Linked DNA regions of Mus musculus: all the other regions are linked to region 6. A link is a contact called in public Hi-C, HiChIP or PLAC-seq and promoter capture Hi-C data. All regions are on one chromosome and are shown on one strand. The core of a region is the stretch at or near the end of the contact, and the rest is flanking DNA. Distances in the headings are between cores, read along the strand shown.

Region 1 (2,700 bases), core at 110-2,609, 900 kb before region 6:
TGCATCACCCCCCTCCCCATATCCTGCTTCTGTGGGCATAAAACCTGCCTGGGAATAATAAAAATTTGACAGCTTGATCAATCAGACTTGCTGTCCGTCCTTGTGTTTCTCGCCTCTCATTCTCTCCACAGGTGGTTCATCAGACCCTGTTAGACTGTCCCACGGGCCAGGACACTTTATGATACTGGACTGAACTTCTGAACCTGTAAGCCAGCCCCAATTAAATGTTGTCCTTATAAGAGTTGCCTTGGTCATGGTGTCTGTTCACAGCTGTAAAACCTGAACTAAGACAATGATAAATAAAAACTCAAAAATAAACATCAAATTAATCAGGAAGATTCAGCTTCTGCTATGACACTTTATCATACTGACTTCCTCAGTCCTGCCTGCCCCCCAAACAGTCCCCTGTTTTCATGTCATATGTCCCTCCCTCCCAAACCCCCCCCCCAACTGACGAGTTATTGAGACCTTGTCTCCTGTGATGCCATGGGATCAGGTTTTCCACCATTATATTAGCATTCCACTTTAAAATTATTATTTTATTTCATGTACGTGGATTCTACCTGCATCTATGTCTATGCACCATGTGTGTGCCTAGTGTCTGGAGATCAGACAAGGCCCTCAGGTATCCTGAGATGAGTTTCAGAGAGATGGGAGCTGCCATGTGGGTACTGGGAGTTGACCCCATATCCTCTAGAAGAGCAGCCGGTGCTCTTAACCACTGAGCCACCTCTCTAGTCCCACTTCTACCTTTTGACAGGTAGAGAGGCTAGGATTCTGAAAAACCAGTCTGTTACTGTAGTTGAAAAATCAATTTTATCTGATATTAGATTATTGAAGTTTGTAGATCTTATTTGCAAGACAAAAGGGGAAACTGCTTTGTGTTAGCCCTGGCCTCTCCAGGACCCTAGAATGCCCGGCATCACTGATCACAGATAAAGATTCAGGATCGGGCTGGTGAGATGGCTCAGTGGGTAAGAGCACCCGACTGCTCTTCCGAAGGTCAAGAGTTTAAATCCCAGCAACCACATGGTGGCTCACAACCATCCGTAAAGAGATCTGACTCCCTCTTCTGGAGTGTCTGAAGACAGCTACAGTGTACTTACATATAAATAAATCTTAAAAAAAAAAAAAAAAAGATTCAGGATCAGTCAATTCCCAGACCAGTTGTACTGGTTCATCCCATTTTCCCAGTTAACTTTACCTTACTTGGGAAAGCTACTGTGCCCCGTCATTCTGTGCTCTTGTCATTCTGTTGTGTGCTTAGCTGTGGGGTACAAGTTGTTTGTGGTATAGGTGGAAAATTGAGTAGGTCTTCCTTGAGTTTTAGAAACTGCTTGCTTACCCTTTGTAAGTTCCCTGCTGTGATTCTCAATGCAGTTCATCTAGGAAGAAGGGCCTCAACAGCCTAGCTGATCTGTAACGTACAGTGAGTCAGCGGTTCACAATAGCACAAGAATTCCACGAGCTTAGAGTTTATAAGTGGATCACAGATGCCTGCATGAAATACTACATTTCAGTATTTCAGAGAATAATAACAATTAACAAGTATATCTGGATATGAATCATTTTACTTTCACCATTTATTTCTTTTTCTATCTTTTTCTTTGAAACAGGGTCTTACTGTGTAGCCATGGCTAGCCTATAACTCACAGAAATGGACCTGTCTCTGCCTCCCAAGTGCTGCAATAAAAGGTGTGTGTGTGCCACCTCAGCAGCTCATTTGCGTGGTGTTGTAATAGATGTATTTAAGACTAAAACCGCACTTCTGAGTTCTGACTTGGCTGCATCCGACAGGCTTTTGATCTAGAATCTGTTGTCTTTCCAGTGAGGATTACAGACTGGTTGTCGTGTGTGTGTGTGTGTGTGTGTGTGTGTGTGTGTGTGTGTGTGTGTGTGATCATAAGCACTTGGAGGATAGAGGAGGGTCGAGGCTGCAGCTAGCCTGCTAGCCAGTAATCCCAGATCCTCCTGTGTGTTCCAGTGCTGCACTGGTGTTAACAGGCCTGAGTGTGGCCACGCCCAGCTTGTTATATACTTCGTGGGAATTTGAACTTGGGTCTTAACGCTTGTATAGAAAGCATTAAGGATGGGTCAGAGGATCCATCTCCCTGCCCAGTTTATTTTATTTTATTTTATTTTATTTTATTTTATTTTATTTGGTTTTCTTCTAGACAGGGTCTCTGTATAGCTCTGGCTGTCTGGCTGTCCTGGAACTCACTCTGTAGACCAGACTGGCCTCGAACTCAGAAATCCGCCTGCCTTTGCCTCCCAAGTGCTGGGATTAAAGAAGGCGTGCACCACCACTGCCCAGCTTTTTTTTTTTTTTTTTAAGATACATATATTTTATTCATATGAGTACACTGTAGCTGTCAGACACATCAGAAGAGGACATCAGATCCCCATTACAGATGGTTGTGAGCCACCATGTGGTTGCTGGGAATTGAACTCAGGACCTCTAGAAGAGCTGTTAGTGCTCTTAACCACTGAGCCATCTCTCCAGCCCCTATCTTTATTTTTAACAATAACTTTGTTTGACATTTACAAATGAGTAGAATATATCATGTATATTTTTCTTGTGGAATAAATGTTAAATATTTGTAAATATTTGAGCTTTGCCAGTTTGGGGATACAAGGGTTTGGGTATTTTGCTCGCTAATTACTCAGACCTGTTATTTCTATGGTTTTGCTCATTGATTT
Region 2 (2,700 bases), core at 193-2,692, 900 kb after region 6:
AATCAATTGCAAAATGTAATTCTCAAAATAAGAAAATTGCTAGACAGTGAGAAGTAGAGAGGAGAATATCTAGAATTCTTACCCTAGCCATGTGTGCTATGCATGACCTTTGATTAAAGGCAGTCAGACCTTCACATTAGTTACTATTAACTATAGTTTACTATTAGTTACTATTAGTTACATATTAACTATAGTTTAAGGTTACTATGTTTTCATTCCCAAAATAGTGATTGCAAGTAGTACAAAAATGATTTAAGATAACCAGTGTTTTTACAATAAGTCCTATGAGTTTTATAATAAAGAATAATTGTTTACCTCTTTTGTCCTGTGTGCATGGATAAACACACACACACACACACACACACACATACACACGTGCACACACACACACACACACACACACAGAGAGAGACAGAGAAAGAGAGAAAGTAAGCAAGATAGATAAAAGATAGATAGATAGATAGATAGATAGATAGATAGATAGATAGATACCCATGAAGGAACACTAAGATTTCTCAGACAGGAGGTGCAGCCTGGCCATTTTCTGAGATCTAAGTGGCTTAAAGTAACAACCTATAATCATGGTGAGGGATAACACAAACAATACTGTAATTTGCCTTTCATCATAATTTTGTGTTCCAGAAGTTCAGACTGAAAAATGGTAACTGTGTGTGTGTGGTTTTTTTTTTTTTTTCCTGTCCTCTGTAATCTCACTACAATTCAGCTCAAGAGGGATGAATCTATTCGAATCAGGAAGGAAGCTGAGGAAGCCAAGTTCCAAAAAATGAAAGCAATCCAGAGGGAGAAGGTAAGTGGGTGGTGGGGAGGTCGGCTGATGCTTACTGAGGGTCAGCTGTCAGGTTCCCCTCCAGACACAGTCCAGAGTACTACTCACTCAACCCTCGCTGTAATCTGAGAAGGTGGCTGGTATCCAATTGTGCAAATGAGGAAATGACACAGAGAGGAAAGATAAGGTGCCCCACGACCCCCACGTAATTAGAGTAGCTGGGTTTCATATTCCAACATCCTAGTCTCAGAACTAGGGGTGTGAGTCACCACACCCACGGCCTCACCTCAGAGCAGTGTGGATGCCCAAAAGACAAAGCAACAAGCAACAGCGTCAGATAGTGGGCCATGGTCATATTTGTATTCAAACAGATCTTTTTCCAGGGAGAGTGTATTGAAGGTAAACACAGCCTTCTTGCCACCGAGCGAAAGAGCATGTGTGCACCACCCTTTTAGCGGCAGTGATATCAGATTTTCTCAACCAAACAGCCATACTTAAGTTTTTAGTAGCATCCAGAACTTGGGGAAAATCTCTTACAAATGCTCATTTGCTAGAGAACGAGAAACAAGGTGGCAATTGTTTAAGCCCCTCCCCTTTGGCAAAGGCCTAACAGGAAGTGAGGCTTAGTGTTGGAGGTTTGAGATCAGGGAATTGACTCATGGTTCTGAAGGCCACGTGCAGCACCTGTTGCTGCTGCTTCTTAGAAACAGAACTCCTGGTTCTCCACCCCCTTCCTATCTTTGCCTTTCTCTCTCCCTCTTTTCCTCCCCCTATCTCTTACTTTCTTTCTCCCTTTTCTATCTTTGTTTTTCTTCCTCCTCTTTCCCCTTCTTTTCTCCTCTTGCTTATTTTTACAGATTAAGTATTGTTCAAAGTTTAAACCCCATTCTAAGCAATAGATCTATCTATCTATCTATCTATCTATCTATCTATCTATCTATCTATCTATAGACAGAGTCTCATTATGTAGCCCTGCCTAACCTAGAACACACAGAAATTAGCTGCCTCTGCCTCTCTGTGTTAGAATTAAAGGCATGAGCTATCACACCTAGCCATAATAGATGGGATTTTTTGCATTTCGAGTTAAGGAAGCCGGAAGCTGATGGCTTATGTGACACTGAAAGGGAATTCAGGTTTGCCCCTCCCTGAAGGAATTCTCTAGACTTTCTTGGAGAGTATCTGCCTTTGTTGTTTGACCTTGGGCAAGCTCCCAACTTTCTCAGAACTCTTCCTGTAAAATGATTCTGCAAGTCTCACCTCCCAACTCCAAGGGCAACTTGTTGCCATAGTGATGCAGGTGGCACCAAGCCCGGATTTGCTTACACAAACTGTAATAAGCGCGGAAAGTATATATATATAAAAAAAAACCCACAGGTAATTTATTACAAATTTTGATCCAGCAATCCACTACCAGTTGGTTATTACACAAAAGAGCTTTGCTGAAACCACCTTTTTTCCATCTCTTTCTCTTATACGTCTCTTTTCACCGTGGTTCTGTTCTTCATCTCTTTCTCTTCCTATCTCCCACCTGAAAAGCTGGAGCTTTGGTCTGTGATGGTAGCGGGAAGAAAGCACATCTTATGCAGTCTATCTGCATATCAAGTGGAACCATGGGAAACACTACCAGAAACTGGATTGAAGGCTGAGAGAACCTGGAGAATTTCAGTTGTTGTTATAGACTCTCATCTAAGTCTTGTCTGGTGTTACTTGGTCCCTACAACCTTGTTTGGTTGGCTTGTGGGTTGTTTACAGTCCATTTCTTCATGCCCAACAAAACACTTTCTTAATGGGTGGGTGAAACTCTATTCTTTAACACTCAGATGAACCTCTTTCAAGGTCACACCACAGCTATAGAGCCATGGCAATCTTTAGACACTGAAACATTAATTGGATTAATTAATTTAGCTTTCCTA
Region 3 (2,700 bases), core at 41-2,540, 760 kb after region 6:
GCAAGTCATATGGACATACATGGCTACCTAGGGTACTGTTTGGGGACCACTGGCAGGCTTGAAACTGTACAGCTTCCAAGAAGGAAGAGTGTTTGTGAGATCAACAAGGTGGCTTCAGGTAAGATATCCTCGCCACCAGTCATATCCTACCTCTGTAAGAATGTTCCAGCATGGAACCCAGCAAATTATTTACCTCAGACTTGTTACCGCACCACTCCACTCTATAACCTCATAAACTTCTACCTACCTGTGCCATCTTGGCCAGCCTGCTTTCACCGTAGACTGGAACAACAAGAATCAAAGAAATGTTCCTTGCTTCTGAGATGGACTTCTCCCCTCGCCCCCTTGCCCCTGGAGAAAGTACTAAACTTCCCCCTCATATCTAAGACCACCCCCTTCTCCTATCACCTCAGTTCTAGTTCGGAAGCTTCTTAAAGTGTTTTCTTGGGCTGGTGAGATGGCTCAACGGGTAAGGGCACTGACTGCTCTCCCGAAGGTCCTGAGTTCAAATCCCAGCAACCACATGATGGCACACAACCACCCATAATGAGATCTGACGCCCTCTTCTGGTGTGTCAGAAGATAGCCGCAGTGTACTTATATATAATAATAAGTGTTTTCCTTGTTTTTTCCCCACCCCCACCCCCACTCTCCTTTTCTCTGGCTAAGATAAAGCTTTGCCTACTTAGTGTAGGCTTTCATTGGTCCTGAGACTCTGAGAAGGGAAAAGGGACCCTTTCGGAGGTCGACAGTGATATTGGTAGTAGAAGGCTAGTTATTGAAGGGCCAGGGATAGCCTGAAGTAGCAGCATAGGCTGAGTCCTACGTGGATTTGGCCACCAGATTCTCATAAATGGCAACCTTATAGCCTTGAGTGTCATAAAGCAATTCCTGCAATGTCACCCTCCCTGCCACCTTGCAGCAAACTCCTCTAGGTGACCCAGCCTCTATTCTCCTGCAATTGTTTGTTCCTCCCTGTAGGAGTTTCTGCACAGAAGTTCCTTTTTCTGGTTGTAAGCTTGAATAGCCAGGCCTTAGCCAGGTGCTATGGAGGGATTCAACCCTGCTGACACCAGAAAAATGAGGCCTGGTATTTTCTTTTTTCTCTAGAATGGGAGAGAGGAAGCTCTCAATACCACCTGGGGGCCAAGAGAAGGAGCCTTAGCCCTACCTACACCCACTGAGCTGAAGCACCCAGTTTTAATAAACTGTTTCTCCTACTGGGAGACATGTGCTCATTAACATCTGAAGCGATCTTCTCTTTCAGTAGAAAGCAGAAAGGTACAGGCATCTGGTTGACATTCGTATGCTGATGTCATTGACATTAGCAGAGAAGCACAGGGCTAGACACCCCTTCCTACAACCCATCTGCTGTTTGTGAGCCTCGCGATTCAAAAATAGTTCCTAACCTTTTTGGTTAATTCTTCGGATGGTATTTTCTTTAAAATTTATCTGATGAGTTAGACATAATTTTAAAAATTAGTTTCTAAAAGGTTCTGCGTTCATCCTCTCTCATCTGTTTTCAGTAGAGCATATGGCTGAAACAGATCGAGTCCCTGGCAGAGAGAACCCGTATGATCTCGGCTGGCTTTTGAAAGCTGCTCTCCAGCAAGGCACTCTGACGCCACAGGGTCAGTGTCCTCCCAGGCACAGGCCCTTGTGTGAAGCAGGTGGCCCGAAAGCACTAGAAGCTGAAAATCACAGCGACAAGGTGTCATTTCCGGAGACCAGGCTGGCCTCGAACTCACAGAGATCTGCCTGCCTCTGCCTCCCAAGTGCTGGGACTAAAGGTGTGTGCTACAGTGCTTTTACCTCAATTTACCATGAAAGTTGGAAATCCTAACGAGAAGTCTCTTCAGCATTTCCAGAGATTATCCTTTGTAGACTGTACCTGGTTTAAAATGTGAAACGAGACTTTGGAAAGAAGGTGATGGAACATTCTCCAAAACTCAAAACATAAACGAGATATAAATCCGATTTTTTTAATTTTTGGAGTTTTTTGTTTTTGTTGTTCAGTTACTGTTCAAAAAGCTTTCAAGACAAGAATTCAACACACTATTTCTTTAGCGTGTATTTCAACACTTTATTTCCAGGACCTCTTCCCTAGCAAGGGACAGTACCCCATCAACTTCCTAGCCACCGAGCTTCAAAACCTTATGAAGAAAGTGAAGCAAAACCCACCCCCAAACCTCACATGAGGCACGACCATCCCAGAACACGGAAGTAATCCGTCTGCTTGTTCACAAAATGGCTTCCTGCAAAATGCATGCTCAGACATAAGCATGCAAGACCATTTTTTTTTTCCTGATCTGAATTGCAAGTCCAGCCCAAGAAACTTACACATTTGCATGAAATACTCTTAACAAGTGCTTCCCAGGTGAGAAGTTTTAAATGAATGTTTTTGTTTTGTTTTGGCCAGAGGAGACAGAAAAATGGCTGCAGCTGGTCAAGGGTTATATTTCTTACAGCCAGGAGATTCCAATCTGTTTCTTTACCTCCATGGGATCAATAAACAGCCAGGCTGATATACATCAAACTGCTTTGGTCTTGCCAGTATATACTCTCATGCACATGAACACACACACATACACACACACACTCAGGATTTCTTGGCTCCCCTCAAGGTAGAGCCATTCCAAATCCTGACATCACTGAAATATGTACAGGAACGGAAGCAATAAAGAGAGGAACACAAGAGAGA
Region 4 (2,700 bases), core at 131-2,630, 810 kb after region 6:
AGCCAGCTCCAATGAAATGTTTTCCTTTGTAAGAGTTGCCATGGTTATTGTGTCTCTTTATTGCGAAAGAAACCCTAAGATAATCATAAAGACCCTTTGTCTCCCAGAGTGCCTTAGAAATGAGAAAGAAAATATTTTTACTAAGAAAAAAAATTGACTTTGAAAATAAGAAATAAGTAGTAAGCTACAAAGTTTAAACAGAGGGTGATGTGTAAAACATGAAAGACGGCATTTACAGGTGGAACCCATCACAGTAGCCCTAACTCTCAGGAAAGCAGCGCCAAGCACACCAGGGGAGAATGAGCTCCTCCTGGAAACCAAGGAAACCACTCGCTTCAGAGGCCGCTTATTTTGTAAGTATTGAGGTAAAGGGCAAAAAGAGACCATCACTTATATGTTACTAAGTTCCAGCCTAAAAGCCCAGAGCCTGTGACTGCCCCTTTTGACCAAGAAAACAAACAGATACACTGCCATGAAGAAATAAGAACAATGGCTGCCACCTTGTCTGGCCTCAGTGGGAGAGGATGAACCTAATCCCACAGTGACTCGGTACCACTGTGGGGTGGTACCCAGGGATGGCCTCCCGATTTTTAGAGAAGGGGAAAGGGAAAGGGGCTCGGGGGAAGCTATCATCAGGATGTAAAGTGAATAAATAAATTAATGAAAACAACAACAAGGAACAATGACTTCCCTCTTGTAGGGCTGAGGGGATGGCTGGTAGTTACAAACCCGAGGGAGGCTCTTGCAGAAGACTCACAGCAGGCAGTGCACATCTGCCCCTCTATCCAGCCTTGGGGATCTATCTAACTAGATCATGCACTGCTTAGGTTAATTGCACTCATATGTGGACCAATCCACATACATACACATAATTAAAAATAAAATAGATTTTAAAGCATTTTCCTTACATAAAATTCAGATGAATTGAAGATGGCCATTGCTAACCACCAGCCTGGATATGAAATGTAGAAGAAAAAGTCAAGAACAAAAACAACTTATTAAGTATTCTCATGAAATGGTAAGATGCTAATAATTAAAACAAATAAAGTAAAATCACCAGACAGTGAAACAAAACTACACAACAGGTTGTCCAGGTGTAAAGATCAGGTGACCAGCAGAAACTCTGGCTCTGAATATGCAGGGACCAGGGGGCAGGCAGTGAGGTTGGGACCTGGGGACTCTACTTCTGCTACACTGGTAGCTCTAGATCTCAAGCAGCAACGCATCACAGTTAATCGTGAGGGCCCACACAAACCTTGCCAGTGGAAAAACAATGAACACACCCACCACCCTTGCTCCCAGATGACACTCACTCCAGTCAGCCTTCCAACACAGGAAGCTGTAAACACGTGAATAAGAGAAGTGGAACTTAAGAACAGGACAGTAACTCTCAAGTGACGTAGTGTACAGAACGATAAGCAGGAAAGCCACTAGGCCTGGGACCATCCACCCTGTGCACGTGAGAGTGACATACAATTACCCTCCGTTCCTCTTAGTAACCCACTTGGTTCCAAAGTTAACACTTATCAAATCCTGTAATGCTGCACTTATGGAATGTGGCATCTGGACTCCTTAGTGGGAAGAGAAGCTATGTGGACTTCATGTTTCAGTTTTTCTCGAGGGGTTAATATGTAATGAATTATTCTTAAAGAAGATGATGGTAAGCTATTCCAAACAGTTTCCCTACAAACTGTAACCACGTTCTGTTTAGAAAGAGAAAGCTGGATTTATTAAAGCATCTTTCTGAGGGAAAGGGCAGCAGCAGCAAATACGCTCATGCCTCTCTCGGTAGGGAAAGCCTCCAGCATGGGCACGTCAGCTGGCCTGGCCTGCTGCAGGCCTCTCTTGAGCACTGCAATGGTCAAGACATTCTCAAGGCCTTTTCCTTCTTCTGCTGCAGTAAATAATACATTCTCCATAAAGCTTACAGGGTTTCTATTTGTGGTGCACACATATTTACAGAAGATCACCAGAACAGAAGCAAGATCGTTTCTAATTCTTTTCCAGTTATAAGTGACACACATGGAACGACAAAGCCAACAAATACTCACTTGAATCCTGTTACAGTTTCCATTTCTGTCACTGTGTCACACCCTGATTACCTAACACTATTCCCTCTCGACTACCTTCACAGTGAGCTCTGGCTCACTCGGTCTACACTCTGAAGATTTGGCAGGACAAATGACAAGCTAATAGAAAGCATGTCAAATCGTCCTTTCCCCTGTTCAAAATCTTACATACTCAGAAACAAAAAAGAGGTGCAGCCATGGTCCTAAGCAGTACAAGATCTGGGCCCCAGCTTAGTTACTGTCTTCCATCACCACTGGAATTACACTTGCTGTAAGCACATCCCCCCTTGAGACCTCTAGTGTCCTACTGCCCAGAACACACTGTTCCTTCAGACGCTCAGAGGGTCCATGTCCTCGTCTCCTAAATGGCTCTGTCTGGGAGAGTACAAGGGATAATACAAATCCCCCTTCTCCTCGACTATTCTTCTTACCCTGGTTTCTTAAGGATACTTGATAATTTTGGAAAACTTCATGTTTTAAATTGCTTATCTCCACTAAAATGTTAAAAGGTAAGCTCATAGAGAGAAGTATCTTTGGTCTATGAGTACATTCCACTGCCTACAGTGTCTGCCATGTAGCAGACACACAGTGAATGATAACCAATACTAATGCTAAAATATCTATTTACCAA
Region 5 (2,700 bases), core at 94-2,593, 940 kb before region 6:
GCTGAGTGAGAGACTAGCCCGAGCCAGAGTAAAACCTCGCCCGGACAAAACCAAACCAGGCACTCAGAACCACTAGCCTCGGATTACTTAGAGTTGACATCACGTGTTGTTTTTCCTTCTCCTGTGCATACTGCATTACCTCACCTGTTACCATACTCAAATTTCTTCTCATCTTTGAGACCAAGAGTAGTGATGATGTTGGACAGTGTACAGCAGTTTGCTAGAGTGTGGAGAACGCATCACAACACCCACACCTGACCACCTTTACAAATAAATATCTTTTCCATTTTAATTCAGGGCAGGGGGACCCATGCCATGGCGGGCAGGCACGTGGACATCAGGGGACAACCTATGAGTCATTTCTGTCTCTCCACCCCGTGGGTCCTGGCGATTGAGCTTAGGCCATCCCACTTGGGAGGAAAGCACCTGTACCCACTGGCAATGCCACTGCCCGAGCCCTTAGCACTTCTAACTCATAAGCAGCTCTTCACAGAATAAAGTTTCACAGACGGCTTTCACCTTATTTTTTTCTTTCTATCACTTGCAACCAAACACTAGACTTCAACTCCCAGCTACATGTGGTAAACAGAAATCCTTAGATGCGGGGGATGATAAACAAGATAAAATAAGTCAAATATAGACCTGTTAGATCAGAACTGACAGAGCGATCATTACAGGTAATAGACATTTAAGACTTACGTGGAACACTTGATAGAAATGAAAACATTTAGAGGGAGTAAGTTTAATGAGCACCGCTGGGGACCTTGGTTCAGATCCTGACACTCAATAGAGTACTTCTTAATAACAAAAGTTTAATACCTAAGATACTTTATGTATGCAGGCTTTTATGTTTGTGTCCTTTGTTCGACACAGCAGTGGAGGTGCTTTTTGGCTACACTGGAGTTACTGAGCTTACGCAGCTGATGCAGTCGCTCTGAGCGATCCCCAGGTATCATTTCATTCACTGGGTTCATTTACTTTTAAAGACATTTAAGTTATCATTCCATGTATAGTATAACAGGACACAAAGGCCAGGGAATTTGAAGTTAGAAACTTGAAGATGAATGTTTTTCAGCGGTTACTTACTAGCTCCGTGACAAGCCATGAAGGGTGGCTTCCTGTCTATAAAACAAGGGCACTGAACCCAGACCTGGAGCCTTCCTTAGGTTTTAAAAATGGTAGCAGACTGGAGAATGGGAACAAGGAGTGGGACTTTCCTTCTATTCTGCAGAGGGTGATTCATGTCTTTGCTTCAGAACATAATCTCAGAAGGAAGTAATGCAGGGGCTGGCACGATATGGGCAGGAAGGGAATGGGCCCAGGGTGAAAACGTCAAGAGGGTGGGTGGTGTGACAACGAGGAACACTAAAGATTCAATGAAATACCAGGGTGACGATAATGAGGAAGGGCACAGGATGAAGAAAAGAGAAGTTGCAGCAAACACGAGGGAGCCAATCGGGTGATTGCGGGGCTCTGTCCAAAGTCTGCTGTTCCCCATCAAAACTGCTGAGGACTGTCACTCTTTTATCCTTTAGGTATCCATAATTGTACAGACTGGAAGTAAGGATAGCTTCTAACAAGAAACTTCCCCCTAACTGGGCAGTGCTGGCACATGCTTTTAATCTCAGCACTTGGGAGGCAGAGGCAAGAGGATCTCTGAGTTCAAGGCCAGCCTGGTCTACAGAGTGAGTTCCAGGACATTCAGGGCTACACAGAAAAACCCTGTCTCAAAAAAACAAACAAACAAACAAACAAAAAAAAAGAAAAAAGAAACTTCCCCCTAGACCACAGACAAGTGCTTAGATGTAAAGAAACCAGTACTTTGTGCAGCACTTCGAGGTGGCTATGAGAACAGAGTGCATTTGGAATAATTAATTAACAGCACTGAAACACAGTGAGAAACAATGGTGGTGGCTGACAGCTAGCAGACAGTCAAGGGCAATGGCTAACAGAGCTTAAGCCAGAGAGGAACACGGGAGGCTTTGACCATCCCTAGCTGGGCTGCCAGCACGTAACAGTGCATCTCTCCTACTGGACCATGGAGCATGCGGGCTATCCATTAACTTTATGATAGCCCAGAGAACTAATCAACTTTGTAGTAATTACTGGATTCTTGTCTCGTCTTAGCTTCCAAAGTGTAATAACCTGAGACAAGGGAGTTCTTGGAAACCCCTACCCCTCTCAAGAGTTCCAATTTCTCTTAATTTCTCACTTTTCCTCAATTTCTCACAGCTCTGTAACTCTCCTGAATAAAACTTGCTTCCACTTTGCATAATGCCACTGGTACCCGTGAACTCAGAGCCACCATCCCAAGTCCTTGGGTCATGTACAACTGTCCTGCTGCCCTCAAAACCCTGCACCAGTAGTACCCCTAAGTAAACTAGACAGAACACACGAACAAAAATCAAGAAAAACAAAACCACCCTGTTACCTTAGCTTTCCTCTCCCGGTCAGCTGGGGTGTCTGTCCAGACGGATCGGTCTCCGGATTTGTCATCTGCTCTTCTCTTAAAGGTTCTTGGCCCCAGACCAAATTCTTTCATTTCTGGTGGAAGCTCAGTCATCCAGGACTCTCTTGTAATTGGTTTAGATGAATCCTGCATGAGAAAGTGAGAAACAAGGTAGTAGGTGTGCATGGTGGTTTGGGCCTTGGGGTCCAGCTCTGGGGAGACAGGCTAGCAGATTTCTATGTGTTCAAAGT
Region 6 (2,700 bases), core at 36-2,535:
ATAAATAAATATAAAAATAAAAATAGGAAGTAAATTGCATCAATACAAAAAGTAACCAAAATAAATGTAGTGTGCAGAGCAGAAAAGCCAGTGCACCATTCATCCTGACAATTAAGGGCAGAGCCATCTTTTATTTTGTGAACAGCTGGGTACATTTTTATAGAATAGAAATTATGCTTTGTTTTCCTTATAGCAGATTTTAAGTACAAAATTACTTGTTGTCTGAGATCAAGTCTTTTTAATTATAGGATGTAAATCTGTTATGTCATTATCCCCATCATGTCTATAAGATTAGATCACATCTCATGAAATACTGAGGTCTCACCTTTAGGATATTAAGTTGAGCAGTATCAGCAGCCAATCTTCTTTGGGGTTGCGGTTGGGACAGGGATTCGAGGCAGAGCTTCTCTGTCTAACAGCCCCAGCAGTCCTGGAACTAGCTATGTAGACCAGGCTGGCTTCGACCTCAGACACCTGCTTGCCTCTGCCTCTGCCTCCCAAGTGCTGGGATTAAAGGTGTATGTCACCAGAAAGAAAGAAAGAGAGAGAGAGAGAGAGAGAGAGAGAGAGAGAGAGAGAGAGAGAGAAGAGTAAAGGTGTCTGTCACCATAAGCAAGCAAACAAACAAACACACTCATTTTTTAAAGGTAAAAGCTAGCCCACAGGCTGGGCTTTCCCCCCAGGTTTACACAGTCCTCCGCACTTGGGATAATCCCAAAAGCCACTGCAACTTGGATCAGGGTCGATTTCTGACCACTTGCAGATTCTCTGAACTCCCTGTCCAGGCTGGAGCTCCCCTCTGCCGACCCTGTGACCCCCAATTCTGACACCTACCATTGCTGAGCCTTCACCCCGACGCCCACCCCAACCTCCGCCCGCCCCGTAGGGCACTGGCGCCTTCATTCATTCTTTCCGCCAGCCGTGCAGGCGACCTCGGAGGAGCCTGGACTGCACGGTGTGCGTCCGTCCGTCCCGTCGCCGCGCCGACCTCCCCTCCGCCCGGGACTCACCGCAGGGCTGCTTCCCGCGCTCTCCTCGGCGGCCGCGAGCTGGGGCGTGAGCTGCAGGCTCGGCGCTCGAACCCCAGTGGCTCCCAAAGTCACCGGCCGGCCGGTCCGCCCGCCTCACCGCGTCCCCGGGCCTCCCGGCGGCCTCGGGCTCCCGCGGGCGTGCGCCCGGGTTTGGGTGTTCCCGCCACGGCCGCGAGGTGGCGCCCTGGAGACGCAAGGCCGAGCCCCTTGCGGGGGATTCCCGCGCCGCTCAGCAGTTCCGGGTCAGCGCCCGCAGTCACCGTGGAGGCCGCCTGAGGCCCGGGCGCTGAGGCGCGGGGGCCCGGAGAGCCGCGGGCGAGCGCGTCCCGTGAGGCGCCCGGAAGGGAAGGGAAGAAGCGTCCCCTCTCCCCGCGGGCCGTGGCGACTCCAGAAGGATCTGCTGACCCAGCAGTGTGGCCAGCTTGTCACTTAGCGCCCTCCAATCCGGGCTCAAGTAAGGGGACTCTGGTGACTTTTGTGGGGGAGTGGCTTTTTTTTTTCTTTTTTCTTTTCACTTTTTGTTTAGTTTTTAAGTTTCTAGTTAGTTTTCATTTTTTCCCCCTTTCGGCTGATTCTGTACTTTCATTTGGGACCAACATCCTTGACTGTTCACTTGTGTTGGCAACGTCGATTTCTCTTACCCCCCCCCCCAAGTGTGTCCCCTCACAGGACGGAATGCATTCATTCTTACAGTAGCAATAAGATAAAAATTAAGGCTCCTTTGTCCCCCAAGGGTTTAATGTTATTTATTTAAAAACAACAATTTGAAAATCAAGTACTGTTGTAAATGGAAAAATACCCACTCTTCAAAATATATGAGAAGGTAAGAGAAAGCGCATTTTCTGAGGACTGGCAATGGAGGAAGGAGAGGGCCTTCATTTTCCTTGGTCTTCCTCCAAGTGCTCAAGTGTTTCCTGAATGAGAAGACTCTAGGGGATCCGGGAGTCTAGAAGTCTTGTTAAGTGTGCACCCATCTCAACTTGACTAGCGGCCAAGGTAACCAGCCCACATAGAACCTACTCCAGGCCGTGTGATCACTTTCAGAGGGCACACATTGAATGCTCGCTGGACACTTCCAGGAACCCTGAGGGATAGATAACACAGATCTGATCAGACATGCATGCCTTGGCATAAACTTGCTGTCTGTTAAGGAAAATGGATTTTTTTTTTTAAAAGCAAGTTTAGAAGCTTTTTTTCTTGTTTTCATGTCCAAGGATGAGAGCTCAGGATTCATTCATGCAACAGCACTGGCAGTAACAAAACTTTCAAAATAGCTAAGTTGTTAGGGAAGTTGTGATAATGTATTTACATACCATTTCCTTCAGCATCTGGTCTGTCTGGGCTGCATTTCTTAACACTCTCTCCCCTTTCCCAGGCTACTACAGAGCCTCTCAATCCTGGTTGCACATGGGAACAAGTAGAACTTAATAGTAGAGTAGGTACCCCACACCCCGGCTGCAGATTGACTCAGAGTCTATGGGAGTCAGGCCTGGGCTTGTTTTGTTCTGCTTTTTTATTTTTATCTCGCAGATGATTCACATGCATAATTCATTTTGGAAGACAAACAACAAACTCCTTCTCAAGCCATGCAAGTAAAGGCTGTTCTATCGTAGGCCATCGACAATTCTTTACATTTGCTGCTTGTTGTCCTTTGAACACGTTTCTTTTG
Region 7 (2,700 bases), core at 138-2,637, 970 kb after region 6:
ACATGGCTACAGGCAGCAGCACAGACCACTGACATTTGCATGGCTTTCATTGGTAGCAGGAGTACCCTGGACCCTGATGGCTTTAAGTGGCAATATAGGTCATGAGCATCAACATGGTAGCAGCTCAGGCCTCAGCCATCAGCGTGGTTCAGCCTCTCTCCATGGCATAAGCACCATTCCATTCCCCCATCCTTCCTATCCCTCCATCACAAATTCATTCATCCCAGTGGCATTGGATAGTGCAGCAGGGGATGTAGCTTTTGTTTTTCCCTATACAGCTCTACATCTCTACATGCACATATGCATTGCCATGAGTCATTGGTCTGGCTCAAGGCTTCTGGTGTCTGAAGCACCATAAATACCAGACCATTGCTGAGACTTTTTTGTTCTCAGCCATGTTTCAGTTTTTCATCTGTAGTTATGATGATGATATGCTCCTGGCTCTGACTCTGCAACACTGGCTCCTCTTTGTGGTCCAGCTGCTTGTAGATGGAGTATGTATTGGGATGACCGCCTGGAGGTGCTGAGACTGAGTGAGCCTAAATGGTGGCCGAGTTGGTCAGGCTGCCCCAACCAGTGGGATCTTCCAGGCAGAATGGTATATTATTTTTATTTTTAATGAAAAGCTCTCAAAGAGTCTGATTGTAGAGCTCATTTTTACAGCCTATAGATCAAATATAATGAGCAGTCACAACTAGGTCATCCTTTGGTCTTTACACATTTATTAGTTTTGCTCCTTGATCTTCAAAGTGGAAAAAGTTGTTTATTGGGAAGCCAGTGCTTTTTATAAGAATTAACTAGACACAATTGTAGTCCCCTATCTGACTTGTACCTATGAGGGAAACATATCTTTTTTGTGTTCTGTGTAACTTATTTTAATAGGCTTTCCTGTTCAGTCTCTGTGACCTTGAACAAGTTCATCCCTAGAGTAAAAGAATATCGATCTCTATACACTGTAGCTCAGTTCCACAACCACCTCTCCATCCTCCATGGTACATTGCATCTAGTCTTTCATAGAACAAAGCTTGGAGGAGTGATTCTATCTGTTTGTCTATAAGCAGACAAACATAATAGGCAGGTGATAGATTATAGATAGATAGATAGACAGACAGACAGACAGATAGATGTTAGGCAGATAAATAGGTGATAGAGTTTCTGGGTTGCTAAGCAACCAATAACACTTCATAGCATCAATAGATCATCTGTTTTGCCAAATGCTCTATTAAGATTAATTTTTAAAGTCTCTATATTCAGGAAACATTGGGATTTGAAACCTTGGGCCATGACACATAACTAGGGCAATGGTGGCATGCAGAAAGCTCCATATTGGCTGGGGTGAAGGTGACAAAGAACAGATGGTGATCTGGCAGTTTCTCTAGAATCAAAAAGACAAATGCAGATACTCCGCCCCAACCCTGTTCTCTGCTAACAGAAGCTGTGAGTGCGTGGATATGGATAGGAAATGTTTGGTCCATTTGAAACCCTTGTTGTTGCCTTATATGAAGAAAACTGAATCCTTCAGCCCGTCTTGGAAATACTGCTAAACCAATTGATAATGTGCTGTGGCAGCAGACATTTTACTGCTGTGACAAGCAGCCACTTCAGCTACACCTGCCAGACTGGCTCCCTGGCAGACGTGTTTTGGTGTGTGTGTTCAGGAATGGTATTCCCCACTGTGGTGGTAGTTACTGTGGACCCAGGGGTAGGGGAAACGATGCTTTCTTATTTTGAAAGTTCTTGGGGAAGTTGGCCTGAATTTCCTTCTTATTTTCCATACTCCCCAACAGATTTTGTTCACCTGTCTGGTTCTACTTTTTGTTTTGTTTTGTTTTGTTTTGTTTTGTTTTGTTTTGTTTTTTTAAGTGCAAGTATGGAAAATTACAACCTCACAGCTGAAATTCTGAATATGTATGGTTGCAAGCATCTTTCTTAAAGAACTTTTTGAGATATGTAGATGGCAAATACCAGGGAAGGAACACAAACCACTGCCTGAGATAGTCTACCATCATGCCATATGTCTTTAACCAGCCTTGTTGAGCCAATTGGAATACATTTTGATATGAAGGTAACTCTGCATAGGAAATCTTCAAGTCCTGTATGTCTCTGCTTTGAGGGTAACTTTTTTTTTTAACTGGGAAAGAAGCAAATTATTGTAAAATAATTTCATGTGTTATAGAAATAAATATTGGCAAGTACAGATGAGCAATTAACAAATGGATAGTACTTTGGGTCTTGTTGCTAGATGGTTGTAATTACACTTCGTTATTTATCCTTCTGCATCCTTTCATTTATCCAGGCATGGATGTATATCAAAGGCTACTGGTTGATTGGCTGGGACTAAGCACCTAGAGTTTGAACTAGTGATACAAGGGATGCGAATTAAGGTGACTTAATCCATTCAAGCTGCTTTAAGGAGCTTGTTTAGCCTGACTTGCCTATGAACAGCATATGTATTCCTTATATTACCGGAGGCTAAAAGTCTAAGACTACAGAATTCACAGACTCTGCATCTGGGGAGACAACACTTGCTGGCTGATGGCCTTACTGTCATGTTTTCATGTAGAAGAAGAGGCAACAGGTCTATCATGAGCCTTTTCAGTAGGACAAGGATCCCATTCATATGGAGTCTACCCTGGGACCTGATCATCTCCTGGAGCCTCGATTTCTTGATGCTTCTACTGTATGAATGGGGATTTGGAC

Evidence for each region. Promoter capture Hi-C pulls out the DNA fragments that hold promoters and counts their contacts. A called contact is a pair of places that touch in the nucleus more often than the background predicts. HiChIP or PLAC-seq counts read pairs in DNA pulled down with a chosen protein or histone mark.
Region 1: a promoter capture Hi-C map of embryonic stem cells shows a contact between it and region 6, with 3 times the contacts expected there. The contact joins the enhancer-like site here to the promoter of Ccdc122 in region 6. A contact is called at or near these places in 6 of 39 promoter capture datasets (HPC-7-derived erythroid cells, the SN4741 cell line, cranial neural crest and 3 more), 3 of 484 Hi-C or Micro-C datasets (bone marrow-derived macrophages, pre-pro-B cells and reprogramming fibroblasts), 5 of 115 datasets of contacts at active chromatin or transcription factors (craniofacial prominence, embryonic basal ganglia, embryonic limb bud and 2 more) and 2 of 9 other capture datasets (liver and pancreatic islet).
Region 2: a contact with region 6 is called in a Hi-C map of the N1E-115 cell line, with 5 times the contacts expected there. The contact joins the enhancer-like site here to the promoter of Ccdc122 in region 6. A contact is called at or near these places in 11 of 39 promoter capture datasets (the 3T3-L1 cell line, 3T3-L1-derived adipocytes, the C10 cell line and 4 more), 1 of 15 datasets of contacts at CTCF or cohesin (pro-B cells), 16 of 484 Hi-C or Micro-C datasets (B cells, the HL-1 cell line, the N1E-115 cell line and 10 more), 13 of 115 datasets of contacts at active chromatin or transcription factors (the NIH/3T3 cell line, acute myeloid leukemia, astrocytes and 8 more) and 2 of 9 other capture datasets (adipose tissue and embryonic stem cells).
Region 3: a promoter capture Hi-C map of hippocampal neurons shows a contact between it and region 6, with 5 times the contacts expected there. The contact joins the enhancer-like site here to the promoter of Ccdc122 in region 6. A contact is called at or near these places in 5 of 39 promoter capture datasets (cranial neural crest, frontonasal cranial neural crest, hippocampal neurons and 2 more), 1 of 484 Hi-C or Micro-C datasets (peritoneal macrophages), 6 of 115 datasets of contacts at active chromatin or transcription factors (bone marrow-derived dendritic cells, bone marrow-derived macrophages, embryonic stem cells and 2 more) and 2 of 9 other capture datasets (adipose tissue and embryonic stem cells).
Region 4: a contact with region 6 is called in an H3K27ac HiChIP or PLAC-seq map of acute myeloid leukemia, with 6 times the contacts expected there. The contact joins the enhancer-like site here to the promoter of Ccdc122 in region 6. A contact is called at or near these places in 9 of 39 promoter capture datasets (the 3T3-L1 cell line, 3T3-L1-derived adipocytes, embryonic stem cells and 4 more), 1 of 15 datasets of contacts at CTCF or cohesin (the NIH/3T3 cell line), 6 of 484 Hi-C or Micro-C datasets (the 3T3-L1 cell line, 3T3-L1-derived adipocytes, the Ba/F3 cell line and 3 more), 10 of 115 datasets of contacts at active chromatin or transcription factors (the NIH/3T3 cell line, acute myeloid leukemia, bone marrow-derived dendritic cells and 5 more) and 3 of 9 other capture datasets (adipose tissue, embryonic stem cells and liver).
Region 5: an H3K27ac HiChIP or PLAC-seq map of acute myeloid leukemia shows a contact between it and region 6, with 9 times the contacts expected there. The contact joins the enhancer-like site here to the promoter of Ccdc122 in region 6. A contact is called at or near these places in 5 of 39 promoter capture datasets (3T3-L1-derived adipocytes, the C10 cell line, hematopoietic stem and progenitor cells and 2 more), 2 of 484 Hi-C or Micro-C datasets (bone marrow-derived macrophages and microglia), 5 of 115 datasets of contacts at active chromatin or transcription factors (acute myeloid leukemia, bone marrow-derived macrophages, embryonic basal ganglia and 2 more) and 3 of 9 other capture datasets (adipose tissue, embryonic stem cells and liver).
Region 7: a promoter capture Hi-C map of hippocampal neurons shows a contact between it and region 6, with 6 times the contacts expected there. The contact joins the enhancer-like site here to the promoter of Ccdc122 in region 6. A contact is called at or near these places in 2 of 39 promoter capture datasets (embryonic stem cells and hippocampal neurons), 2 of 115 datasets of contacts at active chromatin or transcription factors (embryonic forebrain and embryonic stem cells) and 2 of 9 other capture datasets (adipose tissue and embryonic stem cells).

The regions. Positions count from the first base shown.
Region 1 is chr14:76,137,297-76,139,996 of GRCm38.p6, forward strand. Nufip1 (nuclear fragile X mental retardation protein interacting protein 1) reads left to right here. Exons shown (of 10, transcript NM_013745.5): 10 at 1-83. Among named protein-coding and RNA genes, the nearest start is that of n-TEttc6, 14 kb to the right of the region's middle. Within about 2 kb of position 1,360, at least 4 of the 459 cell types and tissues checked have an H3K27ac peak or open chromatin away from gene starts, as enhancers often do. A contact at or near this core is called in embryonic stem cells, where this site is marked.
Region 2 is chr14:77,931,424-77,934,123 of GRCm38.p6, forward strand. It overlaps Epsti1 (epithelial stromal interaction 1 (breast)), which reads left to right. Exons shown (of 12, transcript NM_029495.2): 5 at 725-808. Among named protein-coding and RNA genes, the nearest start is that of Epsti1, 29 kb to the left of the region's middle. Within about 2 kb of position 1,443, at least 61 of the 459 cell types and tissues checked have an H3K27ac peak or open chromatin away from gene starts, as enhancers often do. A contact at or near this core is called in the N1E-115 cell line, Th1 cells, acute myeloid leukemia and 1 more, where this site is marked.
Region 3 is chr14:77,791,856-77,794,555 of GRCm38.p6, forward strand. Gm1587 (predicted gene 1587) reads right to left here. Exons shown (of 3, transcript NR_157389.1): 3 at 2,090-2,700. Among named protein-coding and RNA genes, the nearest start is that of Gm1587, 5.8 kb to the right of the region's middle. Within about 2 kb of position 1,291, at least 26 of the 459 cell types and tissues checked have an H3K27ac peak or open chromatin away from gene starts, as enhancers often do. A contact at or near this core is called in adipose tissue, bone marrow-derived macrophages, hippocampal neurons and 2 more, where this site is marked.
Region 4 is chr14:77,848,716-77,851,415 of GRCm38.p6, forward strand. The region is part of intron 3 of Dnajc15 (DnaJ heat shock protein family (Hsp40) member C15); the gene reads right to left. Among named protein-coding and RNA genes, the nearest start is that of Dnajc15, 25 kb to the right of the region's middle. Within about 2 kb of position 1,381, at least 36 of the 459 cell types and tissues checked have an H3K27ac peak or open chromatin away from gene starts, as enhancers often do. A contact at or near this core is called in acute myeloid leukemia, adipose tissue and bone marrow-derived macrophages, where this site is marked.
Region 5 is chr14:76,096,023-76,098,722 of GRCm38.p6, forward strand. It overlaps Gpalpp1 (GPALPP motifs containing 1), which reads right to left. Exons shown (of 8, transcript NM_026177.3): 6 at 2,432-2,596. Among named protein-coding and RNA genes, the nearest start is that of Gpalpp1, 13 kb to the right of the region's middle. Within about 2 kb of position 1,344, at least 23 of the 459 cell types and tissues checked have an H3K27ac peak or open chromatin away from gene starts, as enhancers often do. A contact at or near this core is called in acute myeloid leukemia and bone marrow-derived macrophages, where this site is marked.
Region 6 is chr14:77,035,487-77,038,186 of GRCm38.p6, forward strand. It overlaps Ccdc122 (coiled-coil domain containing 122), which reads left to right and starts at 1,286. Exons shown (of 6, transcript NM_175369.4): 1 at 1,286-1,485. It overlaps Lacc1 (laccase domain containing 1), which reads right to left and starts at 1,131. Exons shown (of 8, transcript NM_172488.2): 1 at 1,011-1,131; 2 at 326-504.
Region 7 is chr14:78,003,079-78,005,778 of GRCm38.p6, forward strand. No RefSeq gene overlaps it. Among named protein-coding and RNA genes, the nearest start is that of Fam216b, 85 kb to the right of the region's middle. Within about 2 kb of position 1,388, at least 1 of the 459 cell types and tissues checked has an H3K27ac peak or open chromatin away from gene starts, as enhancers often do. A contact at or near this core is called in hippocampal neurons, where this site is marked.